Regions from separate parts of the Sus scrofa genome. Here region 1 is linked to region 2. The links are chromatin contacts, called in public HiChIP or PLAC-seq maps. All regions are on one chromosome and are shown on one strand. Each heading gives the region's core, a stretch centred on a gene start, on an enhancer-like site or on the middle of the called end of the contact. The rest is flanking DNA. Distances are from core to core; before and after follow the strand shown. Region 1 overlaps EPB41L2 (band 4.1-like protein 2). Region 2 holds the start of EPB41L2 (band 4.1-like protein 2).

Region 1 (2,842 bases), core at 161-2,660, 160 kb after region 2:
CAGCAACATTTTGAACTGCTATATGCTATATACCTTTAATTTTTAAAAGCACTTTCACATACACTATCTCATTTATGGTTCAGATATTTTTATTTTTATAGAAACTACATAAAACAGAATGCAGATGGCTTATTACACTCTGGCTGTTGCCCCAAGGCACATAATATAAAGTAGTCCCATCTGTGATATCTTCTGATAAATCCTACCAGGAGGTAAAACAGATCTTGCCAATACTTGTCTTTTAGCTCTTTTCTCTATATGATGGGGCCAGGCTGAGTCAGCAGAGAAACAGAAAGAAGGGTGGGGGGAGCAGATTTGGTATCAAAAAGACCCCCCAGGAATTCCCATTGTGGCTTGGTGAATTAAGAACCCGACTAGTATCCATGAGGATGTGGGTTCAATCCCTGGCCGCGCTCAGTGGGTTGAGGATCCAGCGTTGCTGTGAGCTGCTATGTAGGTCACAAATGAGGCTCGGATCTGGTGTGGCTGTGGCATAGGCTGGCAGCTGTACCTCCAATTTGACCTGGGAACTTCCATATGCCACAGGTGTGGCCCTAAAAAGACCCCCCCCCAAAAAAAAACCCCAGAGCCCCTCTCTCCTACTCTAGACCCTGTTATTTTCCACATGTGACTCTTATATCTGCTGCTTTGTTGATCATTAGTTAGAAAGCAGTGCTTAGAGGGAAGTCCTGAAACATTTCAGGATTCTTGTTTTTGAAGTTGTGTCTTAGAAAAGTTAAAAATGTTGCTGGTTCTGTTATAAGTATGGTTTCCATTCTTGCTTTGTGGTTAGGAGTAGATCACTTAAAAAAACTCAGAATAACATGCATTCATTCAGTGTAGCATCCGGTAGACTTGTTAGGTAATATCTGATAAGCAAGATATTTGTAGCTCATTGAAAAAAGATCTGTAGCAGTTTAAAATTTTTCATGTAGTTTAAAGTTTTGTACCTTTATACATTTTTCATTGATCATGTTTAAATTTTTTTAATTAATATTTTCTTGTCAGAAGAGTTCTTAGTGGCAGCCTCACTTTAGGATAGGGTGAGGGTGTTGGCGTAAAAGGGCTTGTGATGAAGATAGGGGGAAACCGCAAGAGTAGAGTGATACCAGGAGCTAGTAACAGCAGCTCACCTGACTCCTCTGGGTGTGAAGGAGTGAAGCAAAGTATTTACCAGAACCCACGAGGGTGTCTGTGTAGAAAGGACTGCCTTGAGAGGAGAACATAGCCACTCTGGTGCAGTCACAGCCATACAAGGAGGGAATCTGGGAATTAAAAACTCCCGACCGTCTTCCCTTCTTTCTTTCTCTGCTCTTTGAGAACTTTCCATTGGCTGAACCCATTCAGATGGGATCCTCTTGATGTCCATATGGGGCAGCTTCCAGAGGGAGTGCACATGGCAGAGAAGATGCTCCCTTTTTATTAGTTTATTTGTCTGACATCGTTGCTGACTGGCAAAAGTCTAACATGGGGAGGAGAACTAAGACCCGCTTTTTTCCCTTTAACTCCTTACCCGTCATCTGTAATTTCTATGCACCCGGATACTGATAATTCTAAAGCAATATGTGGAGCAACTGAAAATCAATGGATTGACTTGGATCCAGATTGTGTTTATTTTTAAGTCAGATAAAATAGCCTTAGTGTCCTGTCAGAAGGTTGCTTCACACTAGAGATAGCTTTGTTCATGTTTCAAGTGAGGGCTGCCTCCTTATTTGTGCTGAGGCCATGCTGTCTTGGGCAGTCTTCCGGCCTGCTCCCTGTGGCCATGGCCAGTGATATTTTTGGCAAGCACATCATTTGTGTCTAGAGCCAAGTTGCTGGGGCACCTGTGCCTGATTCACCCCAGCTTTTTACTCTGTTCCTAAAGACTGTTGTGGCTGTCAGGCCATGGGTAATAAAGCACCTTACAGATTAGGTTTTTAAACCTGCTCAGATGGTCTAATATAATTTTATTTGTAAATGTAAATAATTTACATATCACAGCAGTGAAAGCAGTTGGCATCAGTTACCTTGTACTGTGTTTCTGTTTTTAAAAAACTGATATAAATTGTGTTAAATTGTTCTCCATAATGAGAGAGTTGAAATGTTATATTTTTATTGAATTAAAACTAGACTCTGGGGTTTGTTTCAGTGTAGTTTATGAGAATTTGTTCCATCTTGTTAGTGATATCTGAAAACATGAATATCTTTGAATAAGTCTTCAGGTTTATGTGTCTTGAATTCTCTTAAAGGTATTCGAACATCGTATGTATTAGATATTCAACACTGCTTGAAAAGCAAGGAGATGGTTTTTTACTCTTGTTGGTAAATTTATTTGATTTTTTAAAAATCTGTCAGGCTTGCAGTTATTCTAGATTGTCATCTTTCCCCAATTAAAAATGCTGAGGAAAGAAGACAGTATTAATAAGTTCAAGAACCGTCTGCAGTCCTTTTGAAATATGCCAGCCAAAGGAATGTTGTAATAAGAACTGAATGTCAGCACTTAGAGTTATTGAAAAACTGCTTGAAAGAATTCAAAGATTTCAACACTGTCAGCCTAGAAGAGAAATTTTCTGTGAGGGCTTGGTGTTTTGCAGAACATAGGCATTATTTAACAGCCGTGAGCTGGCATGAGCCATGTGCGGTAAATTTGCCTACAGCCAAATGGCTGACCGCACCTTGGGGTGGGCACCCAGACGGTCCCCAGAGGCTGGAATAGCCCTCGGAAAACACGTTTTTATCTCCCATATCTTCAGGACGTCTCAAAGTCTGTTTCCTTTCCTCCCTTTTACCTCTTACAGCCCAATGAGAGCGTATTGCATTAAGCTTTTTGAAGACTATTGTGTCTTGCAGTCAGGTTGCT
Region 2 (2,886 bases), core at 253-2,752:
ACACCACAGCCACACCAGATCTGAGCCGCGTCTTCAACCTATACCACAGGTCATAGCAATGCCTGATCCCTAACCCACTGAGCGAGGCCAGGGATAGAACCCGCAACCACATGGTTCTTAGTTGGATTTGTTTCCACTTCACCATGACGGGAACTCCTCCATCACCTTGACTCATTTATCTCTTTAGGCTAAGTCTTGCTGGCTCCCACATTATTAAGGTCTCTCATCTATGCATATAATTCAGCTTGTCAATGTTCCTCTTAAAAGGTAGTGTACAGAAGTGATACACAGACTGCAGCAGAGGATACAGTAGGGATATAATTTCCTTTTTTTTTTTTTTTTTTCTCTTTTCATTTTTTGGCCACCCTTCAGCATATGGAGCTCCCTGGCCAGGGGTCGATTCCAGCCACAGTTGTGACCTAAGCCACAGTGCTGTAATGCCGGATTTTTAACCCACTGTGCCAGGCTGGGGATTGAATCCGCATCCCAGCACTCCCAAGATGCTGCCAATCCTGTTGTGCCACAGCGGGAGCTCCTACACTTTCCTTTGATAAGAGAATTATGTTTTATAAATTATGTTATTTATCTTAATGTCAATTAACATTAATGTTATTACACTGCACTAACATTTTAAAGGGGTTTCATCAGAGTTAGATCAAGGTTCTAGGGGCTTTAAATCTTATGTAACTTTAGGGGTTCCTTAAAAAATTACAAGTATAGAGTTAATTTCAAGGCCTGTAAAAATGAAGGATCTTCATTTCATTGTAAATCTGCCTGAAAGTTCATAATAGTTCATAATAGCATTGTCCCCTAATATTCCAGGTCTTCTTTATCAGAACTGCTTTCTAGTCAGCCTTCCTCTCTGTCGTAGTTAGTGCAACTTACTAAGTTTTCCTTTGGTACTTAGCAGAGGGAGCATTAATTAAGTTAACTCATATGAGGGACTGAGAATAATGCTTGGCACATAAAGCACACAATAAATGTCAGATTTTATTATTTTTATTACACACTGGCAGGACCTTAGTCAATAACTTATCTCCTGGACTCTTTCTCTTTGATGTAATGAAAAGGTTAGAAAAGGTTCTGTTTAGGAAAGAAACGAGGACTTTGGCGAAGGTGCAGTCCCTAAAGACCTCAGTAGAGGTGGGAGAAGGCAAAGGACCAGAGCTGCCCTTGTGGCCGATGCTGGAGGCAATGACCTGGACAACCCATCTGACATGCCGATGTTCAGCAAAGAAGAAATAAGTAGCATCTGGAAGAAAATGGTCTCCAAGAACGGGGAAGTAGCCTTTTTGTGTGTGCATGTCTTTCCACAATTGGCCTCAAGCTAGGTTTCCAGCCTCTTCTTCAGCCACATCCTGCTCTGTAATCCAGGCTTCCAGGCCTCTGCCTGAAGTTCCTACCCACTCTTTGGGTTCAGCGTAAAAGCCCCTCCTCCAGGGGGCTTCCCCATTCCCTCCCGGCCCTCCCACAGGAAGAATAAACGGTTCCCAGTTCACTGCCCTCTCTGCGAAAGCACTTTTTCCACTCCAGACTGAGGAGCACCTAGTTTTCCTGATTTCTGTATCACCGGGGCCTAGCCTGGGGTCTGCCACCGAATAGGTGCTTAATAAAGATTTAGCCAATGAGTTCATTTTGAAGAACTAACTTTTGAAAGTTGATAAAAGAGGATTTAGGATCGGGATTCGCGGGTAAGAACGCCTTGCACACAGGCATGAGCAGTCACTATTCAGGGCAGCTCTGAGGGCGAGACACGTCTTACCAGCCCCGGGAGCCCGGCCACTACGCGCGGCGAATCCCTCGGGAAGGGTCGCTCGAGGGGGCGCGGGGGCGTGGCCTGGGCGCAGGGGGCGTGTCGCGGCCCGCGGGGGTTTCCGCACCGGGGGCGCGTCTCGCGGGGGCGCGGGAGGGGCTTCCGCCGCGAGGGGGCGGGGCTGGAGAGCCGAGTCCTCTGACGGCCCCAGCCGGGGAATTTCAATTTGAAACCCAGCGGAGGGAGGAGGCGGGCGCGGCGGGCTGGCGGCTGGGGCCGAAACGGGACGCATCTCCGCGGCAAGCGAGCTCCTGAGTGCGGCGCCCGGGTAAGGAGGCGTGCGGAGCTGGGGGATGGCGGGGCCGGGGCGGAGGAGTCCGAGCCGAGCGTCTAGTTGCTGCGGAGCTGCCGGGCGACGCGGATTTTTCCTCTGGCTGCATCTGGGAAGCTGATCCCAGGCAGGAAACTGTGGCGGGACGGCCCCGCCGGGAGGGGGAGGGCGGCCGGCTTTGGGGTTTTCTGCGACTCCTTCTCTCTCCTCTTCTCCAATCCCACCTCAGGGACCGGGTCCTGTTGCTCCAGGCCGGATCCCCGCTTCCCGGCTCCACTGCGGTCCCCCACCTCCCCCTTCTCGGGAGTCGGGTGAGGTAGGAGTAAGGCGAAGACTGCGCCGACCACGCCGGGGTGCGGTGGGCTCGGGGGTCACGCGTCCCGGGCTGCTGGAGGGGTCTGGCTCCATCCCAGGCGCGGGCCGCGGCGCGCGAGCCTCTCCCGGCTCGGAGCGGCCGCCCGCCTTCGACCGCTTGGTGATGAGCGCCGGGGCTCTGGCGGCGGCGGCGGCGGCGGCTTCCCTCAGGAGGATGATTTTGGAAGGGGAAACGCGGGCGAGGACGCCGCGCGTCCCTGGGCCGTCCGCGTGCGTGGGCGCTGCGGGGAGCCTGGCGAGGGCGGCGCGTCTCCCGCACTCGTGGCGCGAGTTCCCCGCCGGCGCTCGTTAGGTCCCGCAATTCGCAGGCGACCCGGCGAATGCGGAGAGGGACGCATGTTTTGCTCTCTGCTCTTTGCAGTGCTGGCACCCAGGCCATCGCACCACCGATGGCTTATTTTTCTCCTCCAGATGTGAGTCCGGAGGG

Evidence for each region. HiChIP or PLAC-seq counts read pairs in DNA pulled down with a chosen protein or histone mark.
Region 1: a contact with region 2 is called in an H3K27ac HiChIP or PLAC-seq map of alveolar macrophages. The contact joins the enhancer-like site here to the promoter of EPB41L2 in region 2. A contact is called at or near these places in 4 of 5 promoter capture datasets (fetal liver, fetal skeletal muscle, liver and 1 more), 11 of 47 Hi-C or Micro-C datasets (alveolar macrophages, embryonic fibroblasts, fibroblasts and 4 more) and 2 of 2 datasets of contacts at active chromatin or transcription factors (alveolar macrophages and skeletal muscle).

The regions. Positions count from the first base shown.
Region 1 is chr1:32,574,006-32,576,847 of Sscrofa11.1, forward strand. All of the region lies in intron 8 of EPB41L2 (band 4.1-like protein 2), which reads left to right. Among named protein-coding and RNA genes, the nearest start is that of SMLR1, 130 kb to the right of the region's middle. Within about 2 kb of position 1,411, at least 6 of the 83 cell types and tissues checked have an H3K27ac peak or open chromatin away from gene starts, as enhancers often do. A contact at or near this core is called in alveolar macrophages and skeletal muscle, where this site is marked.
Region 2 is chr1:32,416,708-32,419,593 of Sscrofa11.1, forward strand. EPB41L2 (band 4.1-like protein 2) reads left to right here and starts at 1,503. Exons shown (of 18, transcript XM_021088293.1): 1 at 1,503-1,691.